Regions from separate parts of the Zea mays genome. Here region 1 is linked to region 2. Evidence: chromatin contacts called from public Hi-C data. All regions are on one chromosome and are shown on one strand. The core of a region is the stretch at or near the end of the contact, and the rest is flanking DNA. Distances in the headings are between cores, read along the strand shown.

Region 1 (5,840 bases), core at 2,976-5,475, 380 kb before region 2:
CCCTCCAGACGTCACATTATCTCCTCTATACCCGTCCCCGCCTCAACCTCTGGCAAGTGGACCCCGGCACCAGGACCTTCTTCCCCATTGCAACAGAATTCACCGCAAATCTCGGATCTTCGCTGGCCAGTTGGGGGATGAAGTTGTTGTGATTCCCTGCCTTACCAGTGTATAAGTAGGAGCCTAAGACCCCCATCCCTCTTCCCCATTGCCGGGAACCCGACCACGGTGTGGGCACGACTGGGAGCCAAGAGCAGTTGGCGGCCGCCACAGAATCCCACCGCATTTGCAATTGGTGGGCATAACTTGGGTTAACTCTTCTATTCATGGTTGAGTTGGTCTAATGTGCTAAGTTAAGTTAACACCTGGCTAGTAGGGTTTAATCTCTTCTATCAGTATCACTGATTTGTTTAAGTAGACCACATTAGATTCAATCACATTAGATTAGATCTCATTAGATTCTATAATCCTATGTAAGAATATCATTTAGTTAAGGATATCAAGCTGACTTTACCTTTACAAAGTTCTAGTATTTTTTTATTCACCTAAATTTTTTTATGCCATTAGCAGACTGAGGTAAGAAAGCATACCATGGAGTTTGTCCTCGTCTCCTTTTCGTGTAGTGTCTCTCAGTGAGCAAATTCGATCACTGGAGCGATGGGGTTGTTGCTCGTCGGCGCTTAAACCTTCACGGCGGCGGAAGCGCCACCGTCCTGCCGAGTTGAGGGTAGAAGACGTGCATGTGGTCGTTGATCACAAAATAAACGATGGAGATTAGATCGCATGTACCACTTCTTCATAATAGAATAGAACGGTCGATTCACTGATGGGTCGCCATGATTTGATCTAGTGTACCCTTCGTCCATTAATAATTCTGGCCACAGATCGTTTAATCGACGACTCTAGACGTGTACCGATTCAGATTAATAACAATCTAGTCGGGGCCGTGTGCTTTAGATCCAACGGCCACGATCCTTGCATACCCCTTCGCCACGATCATTTTCCAAAAGAGACCCTAGGGAGTTAGTTAAATAACCCGCTGTCCGGGGCTGTTCGAAAGTAATTCGACTTTGGCCCTGGAATTTATAGTCTAGACCCTGTGCTTTCTAGTAATTGTGTCCCCAGTCCAGAATTATTAGGAATATTCATAATTAAATCAGAAAATGATTTTTTATAAAAATAAATCCATAGACTTGTTTAATTCATACCTAATCTATTTTAATTCCTTTTTGATCCATTTCAGTTGCAATAAATTCATGATAATATTGTTTATCATCTAGTAACATTATTTTAGTATGGAACATATGGTTAAATTTATGCACTTGATTTGTTTTGTATCTACCACTTAAAACTTGGGAAAATCATAACTAATTCATTTTACGTGGTGATTATTTCGCGCCCGAGTTTTGGACCCCTAAAACCCGGGTGTGACAATAAGCAAATGTGTTTCAGTCATATAAACAAAGGATGGTCGAAGATGGACTTCGGTCGAAGCAACACACAAAGAAGCTTCGGCTATATTCAAGAACGACGAAGGTGCAAGTCATGAAGGTACAAGCCGGCCTCGGTATAGAAAGAGCTTGTGTGTAGAAGCAATGAAGGAGACAAGGTTGAAGACTTGTGTAGCAAGAAAGAAAGATAAAAGAAATTGATGCCCCATAATATTTGTAAATCATGATGTAGGACCGGTGAGACGACCAGAGGGGGTGAATGGGAGCCAATCAAATTTCGCTTCCAAACACTGAAAATGGACAATTCATTTCAATTGAGATGAAGCAAGTGCTAAAACCATGAACACATCAACAAACAAGTGATCTCATGACTACAAAATGTTCCTAATACTCATATGATACCAGCAAACGAAACGGATCGCAAATCGAACACCGAGAAGTCCGAAACTGTCCAAAATAGTATTCTCAACAAGTGATGTTTTTAGAGTACAAAATTATGTTCTTAAATCCAAAACTAAACCAGACGAACTCCGGTTGAGATGAAATTTTACACACATCTGAGAAAATATGTTTCCAAGATCTCCCCAAATTTTGAGCTCAATCAGACTTATAAATCAACCACAAATTTAAAAATACAGCCAGAAATTGGGGTTTTGTTGGGGTGTCACACCCGGATTTGAGGGCAAATTCAGACGCGAATCAAATGTGTGCTAGGATCAAGTCTTACACATCTGATGACTCATGGTTCAGAAATGAATGCCACGTATTTAATATATAATGGAGTTCTGTACACAATAGTTAAATAATTACATCATACGAAAACAATGATCCAGCAAACATAGTTGACTCGGAGATGACGGCCTAGACCTCTCACGAACTCATCATGGCATCCTGCATGCTCCTTATATTGTGGTACCTGACCTTGACCTGGGGGATGTAAGTACAACAAGTGTGAGATCACATACGTTCATCGCTCAACAAGTTGTGGAGAATAATGTGCATGAGCTCACTTACATTGGGGCTCATGTGAACTGTAAGGCTTACCAAAGGAGATGATTAAAGCTGAGCATTTTTTTAGAGTTGGTGAAACTTTTATTAGCAGTTACTAAGTATAAGTAGATACCAACCCAAATAAATATGAGATCATAATTGATAATAACACCCACAATGCAATGCGAATGACAAATTAAGTTTAGTTCCAGAAATTACTCATGTGAGGGTCCGAGCCGCTCATGACCGTGGGCACGGCTGATATACAAGTTTTACACTCTACAGAGGTTGTACATCTTTACCCACAAGTCGTGTTACCCATTTTTCATGGGGTCATGAATCCCATACATCTCTACCAATGAGACGAGGCAAGGTAGCACTACGAGGCCTTTACAAAGTTTCACTAGCTTCAGAAAACCTGCTACGGTTTCTGAGAAAGGCAATATAGGAATCCCTCATCTGAAAAGCCATCACATCATGATCGACCCGAGAACCTCCCTATACCGCAGCTCCTCTACCGCCCTTGCCCCTTTCTGGTAAGGTAGTCCTCCACTAGCTTTCCTAATTAGTCGGCCAAGGGCGTCCCATACCACCCTTGTGGTAGCACTGTTTTCCCGGGTGGTCGCTCCATGTTCCAATTAACATAATCATCTTATCATGAACAATAATTAAAACAATAGCAAAACTAGAACATGATCATAATATAACATTAATTTCCCAAAACCATGTAGAGCAATAACAAATCTTCCCAATAGTTCTTTTGTTTGCAAGGTGTGGGATAAACAATGCTAGGGATACCTATTAGGTCCCATCAAATTAACCTGAGCATGTCAAAGTGATTAACAGGAACACTATTAGGTAGAGAAAAGTGATCAAGGGCGCAACTTGCCTTAGACTTGAGATCCTAGGTACCAAGTTGGTCTTCAGATTCTTGTGACCTCACCGCTATTCGTAGCAATACATACAAATAGACAAGGATCACATAACAGTACACCAAACATGAGAACAAATAACGTAAAAATATTCTACGCGATGCTACGAGAGTGTAGGTTCAAGAACCACTAAAATCGGAGTTACGGTTAAAAAGATATGATTTTCAAAGATTTAGGTGATTAAACAATAAAAGATATATTATATGTTAATTAATATAAATCATTTGAGAAATAATTAATTAAACTTTAATCCAAGTTATAACTTCATTATAGGTTGTATCTTTAGCCAGGTTATAATCATGGACAATATCTAACTATAAAAGTAAGTGATATGTTATAAATAATGTTGTTATTGTATAGGTAATTTTGTTACAAAGCTAACGCAACTTGAACAGATCAAATCAGAGTTAAAATGAATAAGTTATTATTTTTCTAAGTTGCGGGGATCAATTTTCATCTTAATAATCACTTTCTATATTAATGTTATCAATATCCAGCGCTCATGGACTGCGGTTTGCATTTATTTAAATATCAGGGACTAAACTGCTAAAATCAAGGACCTAAGTTTAATATTCTAACACTACATACAGACTGCGGGTTGATTTCATAGAGGTCCGAGGGTTCTTTTGCATATCAGCGCGACCATAGGGGTATGCTTTGATCTGCACCATCAGATCATAAACCAGTGGCGCGGATTAGGCCAACCTTCTACACGAACCGGTATTGCACATGTGGTCATCCGATCATGATCTGAAGGTTCAAATTTTAAAATGATGTGATCTAATCTTACCCGCCCGATCAGAGTTGGATGGCTACGACGTGATCCTCCCTATTCTAATCCCAACCGTCCATACCCGGATCCACGGCCACCGCGCGCTTAGCCGAACTGGTATGTTACTTCTAATCGTGGCCATCCATGACCGGATCAGCGGCCACGTGATTGTCTCACCCCCACGCCCGATCCCATGGCGGCGCAGTGATCTCCCACGGCGGCTCTACCCCGACGAACACCCAGCCAAGTGATCCTGTGAACAAAAACGAGTGCAAAGCGTTGCTACGCGATGCAGTAGCATGGAGTAAATGGGTCCAGGGCTTCCTATCGGGGTCTTGATGCAGTAGTGGGTGCGGCCATGGTGCAGGGCGGAACCATGGCGCTCCTTAATTCCAGCGAGCGATTCCGATCGCTCACGACCGTGATTCCTCTTGAAGACGTGATGAGCAGGTTCCATGGTTGTCAATGAGGCTCCTAATCCGAACAACAGGAACGAACAACACCGTAGATGGAGCACCCCATCGGCGGCAACCCTTCTCTCTCCGTCGCGGCGAGCTCTCTATGTTTTGATACTTCATCGTGGCCGAGGGTCGGACTGACGGGATGAGGGTGTACGATCGCAAGTTATATACCCAAGGACAGGTTCTGGTGATGTGAAGTTCGCCCAAGTCCGAGCGTAACCCACGGCACCAGTAAGGGGTTGTTACTATCCGCCGTGCGTGAGTTTGCTTCGAGGAGAAGACCTATCAAGTGGGGCCCACATAGAGGTGAGAGGTTTAGAGCGTGGTGCGGCTGGAGCGCCATGTGGCGGAACCGCCCAAATTATTCTAACTTAAGTGCCCAAGTCCCATCTTAGAGGCAATGACGCACTTAAATCGGAATAAACCGTCAGTTCCTCGGATCTAGTCCGATAAAGCCACTAACAGGATTAAGTAGCACATACTCACTCAAAGGTGAGGCACAGAGAAATACAATAAAGCATAAAACCATAATTTAAAGAAGTACTTAATTGTTATTACATCATCATCGGAGTTTCAAAAGTAGTAATCATTGTTTCGATACATCGGAAATTAACTAACGATAAAAGAAAAGGGAGGATGGGGAAGTCTGGCCCATCACTCCTCCTGCTCCTCTCCTGCTGAGGCAGGGTCCCACTCGACTGTCCAGCCCGGTGGCAGGGCGGATGGTCAAGTCACTCCAGCAACCATGTCTCCAAGGTACCTGTACAATTGTGCCACAAGCAAGGCTGAGTATACTAATACTCAGCTAGACTTACCCGGTATGAGGAGTCTACTCCTCTACCTCTAGACCATGAAGCTGTTTTGCTGAGTGATTTGGTTTGCCAAAAGCACTAGTTGAGTCTAAAATCAAGTTTTATCTTTTCAAGTTCTAAAATAATAATTTAGACTAGATGAGTACCTAGCTATTCATACATGGTATCAAACATTATAGCAATCAACATCTTTTGAAAGTAACCTCATTCCACTTCTTACTCGATGCAGCAGCATGGATCAAGCAGTCTCATTAGCTGCGAGAAGCAGATGATTCGAATCGAGTTTTTAAACCTTGCAAGGTAAACCTAAAACCTAAACACACGACGTGGCGAGACACTACTTCCCGACACACATCAACCGTCCCCATCGATTCCCTGTCAACAGAAAGGGGCTCACCGCCTTGGCATACAATGCCCCACTG
Region 2 (6,292 bases), core at 565-3,064:
CCATCGGAGTTCGCTTATCGTGGCATTCACTGGGCAAAGGTTTACGGCCATCACTGGTTACTCTCCATGACTCACGACGACGTGGTAAAATGGCCTATGGCGTGGTGCGACCGAAGTGAATGGTGGTAACCACGGCGATGGTCACACGACCACGTTGCCGGTGCTAGTGGGTACGGTAAGGCCGGCTCGATCCACTTCCCCTCTGATCTTTTCACGTTCGCGGTGATAACCTTCCCGAGCTGAGCACGAATCACAGTGGCCGGTGTGAATCGCGGCACGGAGATCACCGGCGGCGAAGTTCACTGAATCTGGTATCTTTGTTCAGTTACTGTACCATCACGACCCTATTTAATTCATCTGACAGAGCATCTTCAGAGGCATTTTTCTTCAATTTTTATGTGATGAGCTACTAACTAGATTACATCAAAGTTATTGACCTATATACCAGCTTCAATTCGGTTATAGGAACCCTGGTCATTTGATCACTCGATCAAGCACAAATTGGCTCTAAAGTCCATCAGAGTTCACTGTCAGTTAAACTTCAGTGCTTGATCCGACTGACAGTCTAACTTCAAGTCCATTTTATTCCAATTTCTATACAGTCCATGGGCTAGATCACTTAATCAAACTTGAACTACTAACATAGCTCTACCATGGCAAAATCTCCATGGATTGAGAGATATAGGGTCCCAAAGTCAGCCCAATTACACTGTTTTTCAGAGTTAAGCCATATGGTGCCTTTGAGACATTTTGCAATTTACTCCAAATTGTTCCACAAAACATGGAAATCTCCAAATGTAAAAGTTGCTTAATTTTTGTTACTCTACCACTTTGATATATGCACTTTGGTCCAAAAGTGCATAGAAATTGAAATCACCTTTTAGGGCACTAATTAGGGTTTCTAGGGTTCTTCTTAGGGTTTTGAGTGCTCTAGGGTTTATGTGCCACTCAAATTCTCCAAGTTTAGTCTCTTATGAACATCTCTAGTATCTTTTGAGATAAAACTCAATTTGTTATCATACACACCCACATATCTCTATCCCTCAGTTAAGTACCCTATCCTAGGGTTAAGGATCACTTCAAGTCATCACATCACAACTTGTTTTGAAGTTTTAGCATAGTGGATGCACTCTAGGTGTAACATACATAATGAAATGTCAATGCATATGATGCCATGCTATAATACTCAAATTTGTAAAACAAATAAAAGGAGATAGTTGTTCCTATGTATAATTCCCCTATGTTAATATCACATGTGAACTACCCTATCTAAGTAAGAAATTAGCCAAGAACATATAAATATTATGTGCATCATGTTGGAGTTTATTTGATTGTGCATTTGAAAATAATAGCAAGGATATTAATAAAATATAATGAAGATTTGGAATGAACCACAAATTGAAATTTAGGAGAATTTGGAAAAAAATAAGAAAAAGAGGAAAGAAAGAAATAAATATTATACAATACAAAATAAAAATTTATAATTAAATAACTTCACCACATTTGGTATGATCGAATTAAACAATTAGCCTAAGTCCAAACTTGCCACAAAGTTTAAATTTAAAATTTGATGGAAGTTGGAATTTGAAATAAAAAGAGAAAAGAAAAGAAAATATAAAAGAAAAAGAAAAAAAAAGCCACGCACTGGGCCGCCATCTTCACTACCTCGGCCCATCTTGGCTTGCTTTTGCGCGTGGCCCAACTAACGGCGTCTCCATGCTGACTTGACTAGCCGAGCTTTACCCAGCTGACATGAGGACCCCATGGGTCAGTTTCCCTCCACGGGCGCGCGTGGTTTTCTCTGGTGGGTGGCCCTGTACTTGCAGCTGCGTGGGAGGCGAGACGTGTCGCTGCACGTGGGCCAGAGTCCCTGTACGTCTTCTCCCCTGGGTTGTTGCGAGCGAGCGCGAGATGTGCCGAGATCGTAGCAACTCTCTCTCCGCGTCTTCCGGCGCCGCGCTCGGTGGTGTGGTTAAATGGGACCGTGCGTACCTTAGTGCCCATTAGTGGTTTGCACCTTACGTCGAGGCGGTGTGAACCATCGAGAGAACTTGGTGAGCGATCGTGGGCGAGCACACCATCTCCATTCTGGTGTAGTTCTCGACCGGGTGGCGTGGGTGACCTACGTGGCGACGAAGCCGTTCTTCGTTCGTGTGCAGCTGGGGAGCCTCTGTCGTGACTCGTGACCATCCGTTACCGGGGGAAGGGTGCTCTCACTGCGCTGTGATTGGTGCACCGCCGCCACCAAATCCCTCCTCATCGTGTTCCTGGTGAGATTCATGTTCCCCCATCGTATTTGGGGATTGCTCCGCGTTCGCTTTGCTAGATCGGGGGGATTATTAATGATGCTAATGCACCGGGCGGCGTTACCGGCCTTGGCGCTGCCACGGGTGAGGGCACCGCCGTGGGTTGGCCGGCGGGAGTAAGGAAGAGGCCGACATAACCATCGAGATTGGTGTGAATGGCTGTGATTGGCTCGCAGTTCGTAAGGGGTTATGGGATCATCGCGGTCGCTGGTAGCTGAGACAATGGTCTTGATCGTAGCATGCCTTACCCTTTCGTCGCGTGCAATCTGATCCGTTGACCTAGATCGGGCAGACACGATCGGATTTAGGGCAACACCATCTCCATCGTTGGATTCCAATCTAGCGATTTAGGTTGTCTGCTAACCCATCCATTGCGAAATTTAATCTCTGCCACACGGCATAGATCTGTGGCCGATTTGCCAAAGAGTCTCTCAGTTTAATAGAAATCAACCCGCAATCCATCATAGATTGACTCTAAGTCTTAGTAATCCTTGCGCAGAGGTCCCTGTGCTTTCCAGTATTTGGCGCCCTGTCCAAAGCTCAGGAAATTAGTTAATTAATTGTGGAAATTGATTTTTAATGCAAAATTAAGTCCAAAAACTTGTATAATTCATATTTAATTCAGTTTAGCTCTGAATTAATTTATTCCAGTTGCATTAGACTCATATTAATATTGTTCATCATCCAGTAACTTTACTTAGTTATGAAACTTAGATTAAAAATTATGCACTTAGTTTCTTTTAATTCAACACTGAAAACTTCGAAAATCCATCGCTTCTTCGTTTTAGTTCCGAATTGACTCGTTCCAGTTGCGTTAACTTCGTTTTAATTCCAAATTTACTACGCAGTAACAACATTAATTAAACCATGTCGCATACTTTTATATTTATTTATCCTATGTCTACGAGATTAGCTCTTCTAAACCAAATCTAACATGTCCATAATTATAATTTGAGTTAAACATGATCTCTAGTCAAGTTATAATTAAAACTAATGTTGAGTTAATTATTTATAAGATATTCTCTCATATGATGTACACTGATCAATTTATAATATATAAATCACATATATCTCCAATAAATCATAACTCATTAACCACGACTCCGATCTTAGTAGTTCTCGATCCCACGATCTCGTAGCAACACATAGATTATTATTATGCAATTTATTCTTATGTTTGGTGTGATGTTAATTTTGTCTATACCATGTTTATTTGTATTGCTACGACTAGCAGCGAGGTTACGAGTCACCTGAAGTTCATCCTGGTACCTGGAATCTCAAGTCCCAGGCAAGTTGTGCCTTTGATCACTTTTATTTACCCAATAATGTTCTTTATAATCATTTATTCCTGCATAGGTTTAATTTTGATGGGATCCAATAGGTCACCCTAGTTTGATTATTTTTATACCTTGTTTACCCCTGAACTATTTGGGTAGTTTTGCTATTGCTCTATATGGTTTTGGGATTAATACTACATCATGTCCATGTTCCAATTATTCTATTATTTTATTTATGTTCATGTCAAGATCATTATATTTTTAATTGGAACATGGAGCTTAACTTGAGAAACATGTGCGACCACAAGGGTGGAATGGGACACCCTTGGATGACTAATTAGGAAAGCTAGTGGAAGACTACCTTACCTGAAAGGGGCAAGGGCGGTAGGGGAGTAGGCATGCAGGGAGGTTCTTGGGTTGATTTTGCGGCGATGGCGGTAGACGAGGGATTCTTGCAATTGCTCTTCCCAGAAACTGTAGCGGGTTTTCGGAAGTTAGTGGAACTTTGTAAAGGCCCCGTAATTAATCCCTAGCCATTCACCTCGGTAGTGTCTAAGGGTCTAGATAACCCTGGCGACATGGGATACACGACTTGTGGGTACAGGGTACAACCTCTGCAGAATGTAAAACTGGTATACTAGTCGAGCTCACGGTCATGAGTAGCTCAGGACTATCGCATGATTAAATTATGGAACTAAATTCAATTCGTCACTTGCATTGCATGGGATTTATTATTAGTTTTGTTCTATTATTATTATGGTTTGGTATTTACTTATACTTAGTAATTGCTAATAAATTTTTTACCAACTTTAAAAGCAATGCTCAGCTTTAACCAATCTCTTTGGTGAGCCTTACACTTCACATGAGCTCCAACCTTTAGTGAGTTCATGCACATTATTCCCAACAACTTGTTGAGCTATGAACGTATGTGAGATCACTCTTGCTGTCTCACAACCCCCCACAGGTCATGAACAGGTACCATAGGATGAGGCGCATGGTGGATGCTGCGATGTGTTCGTGAGAGGTCTAGGCCGTCGTCTCCCAGTCAACTTTGGGTTGTTGGATCGTTGTCTCCTTACGATGTATTTATTTATTTATTTTGTACAGAACCCCTATTGTATAATAAAGTTGTGACATTCGTTTCTGTACCACTATTCATCATATGTGTGAGACTTGGTCCCAACACACCTAGTGTTTATGTTCGCGTCCGGGTCCCTAAAACCCGGGTGTGACACATGCCCAAGTTTTAGTTCTTGTAACACTAGGGGTGTTACATCCTTCCCCCCATATAATAATCTCGTCCCGAGATTTAAGGTTCTAGTGTAAGTAATGGAAAAGGAAACACGTCACAACTTTATTACAGAGCAGGGGGTGGTGTGGGGTTTGTTCTAACTTTACAATAAAGTACATAAATCTTACATGTTACATGAAGCTAAAAACCTAGGAAAAATTTTCTATAGGAAGTCTCGGGTCTCCCAGGTAGCTTCTTATTCAGTGTGTTGGTTCCACTGTACCTTATAGAACTTGAGAGTCCTCTTTCGAGTGATTTTGTCCTTCTGATCCAGAACTCGAATGGGATGTTCTGAATAAGTCAAGTCTGGTTCCAAAGTAACATCCACCACATCTATAGTTCGATCAGGAATCCGAAGACATTTCATTAACTGAGATACATGGAACACATTATGCACCGCAGATAATGATTCTGGTAATTGAAGTCTGTACGCCACTGGCCCACATCGCTCAAGAATGGGGAATGAGACAATATATCGGGGTGCCAACTTTCCTTTTACCCCGAACCAGCTAACACCCTTCATCGGTGATACTTTCAGGTATACATGATCGTCGGCTTGAAAAACCAATGGTCGACGTCGTTTATCTGCATAATTCTTCTGCCAAGCTTGAGCTTCTTTCAGATTATGTCTTATACGTTGAACCTTTTCTTCTGTTTCTTTAACCAAATCGGGCCTGAAAAACCACCGTTCTCCGGGTTCTGACCAATTTAAGGGTGTTCTACATCGTCGTCCGTACAGAGCTTCAAACGGTGCCATCTTAATACTTTCTTGATAACTATTATTATAAGAAAACTCTGCCAACGGCAGACAATCATCCCATTTCTGTGGGAACTCCAACACACAGGCTCATAGCATATCTTCAAATATTTGATTCACCCTCTCAGTTTGTCCGCTCGTCCGAGGATGATAGACCGAACTTTGGAGCAATTTAGTGCCTAGGGATTTGTGCATCTCTTTCCAAAACTTGGATACGAATTGTGGTCCCTGGTTCGACACTATCGTCTTCGGAACTCCATGCAGACTGAGAATGCGAGCAATGTATAACTGAGCATAAACAACACTGGGTGATCTGTTTTAACAGGAAGAAAATGTGTTGTCTTTGTGAGCCGGTCAATTATGACCCAAATAGAGTCAAATTCTTTAGCTGTCTTGGGTAATCCCACAATGAAATCCATGCTGATATCTTCTCATTTCCATGTTGGGATTGGCAAGGATTGTAACGGTCCAGCAACCTTCATATGTATCGCCTTGACACGTCTACAGGTGTCACATTCTGCCACATAACGTGCAATTTCAATCTTTATCTTAGTCCACCAATAATGTTGTTTCAAATCGTGATACATCTTAGTGCTTCCAGGGTGAATAGAATACCGACTAAGATGAGCTTCATCCAGTATTTGTTGACGGACCTCAGCAT

What was found. A called contact is a pair of places that touch in the nucleus more often than the background predicts.
Region 1: a Hi-C map of endosperm shows a contact between it and region 2, with 3 times the contacts expected there. The contact joins two enhancer-like sites. A contact is called at or near these places in 2 of 25 Hi-C or Micro-C datasets (bundle sheath and endosperm).

The regions. Positions count from the first base shown.
Region 1 is chr7:60,207,631-60,213,470 of Zm-B73-REFERENCE-NAM-5.0, reverse strand. No RefSeq gene overlaps it. Among protein-coding and RNA genes, the nearest start is that of LOC103632402, 110 kb to the right of the region's middle. Within about 2 kb of position 4,225, at least 18 of the 20 cell types and tissues checked have an H3K27ac peak or open chromatin away from gene starts, as enhancers often do. A contact at or near this core is called in bundle sheath and endosperm, where this site is marked.
Region 2 is chr7:59,825,478-59,831,769 of Zm-B73-REFERENCE-NAM-5.0, reverse strand. No RefSeq gene overlaps it. Among protein-coding and RNA genes, the nearest start is that of LOC111589735, 51 kb to the right of the region's middle. Within about 2 kb of position 1,814, at least 18 of the 20 cell types and tissues checked have an H3K27ac peak or open chromatin away from gene starts, as enhancers often do. A contact at or near this core is called in bundle sheath and endosperm, where this site is marked.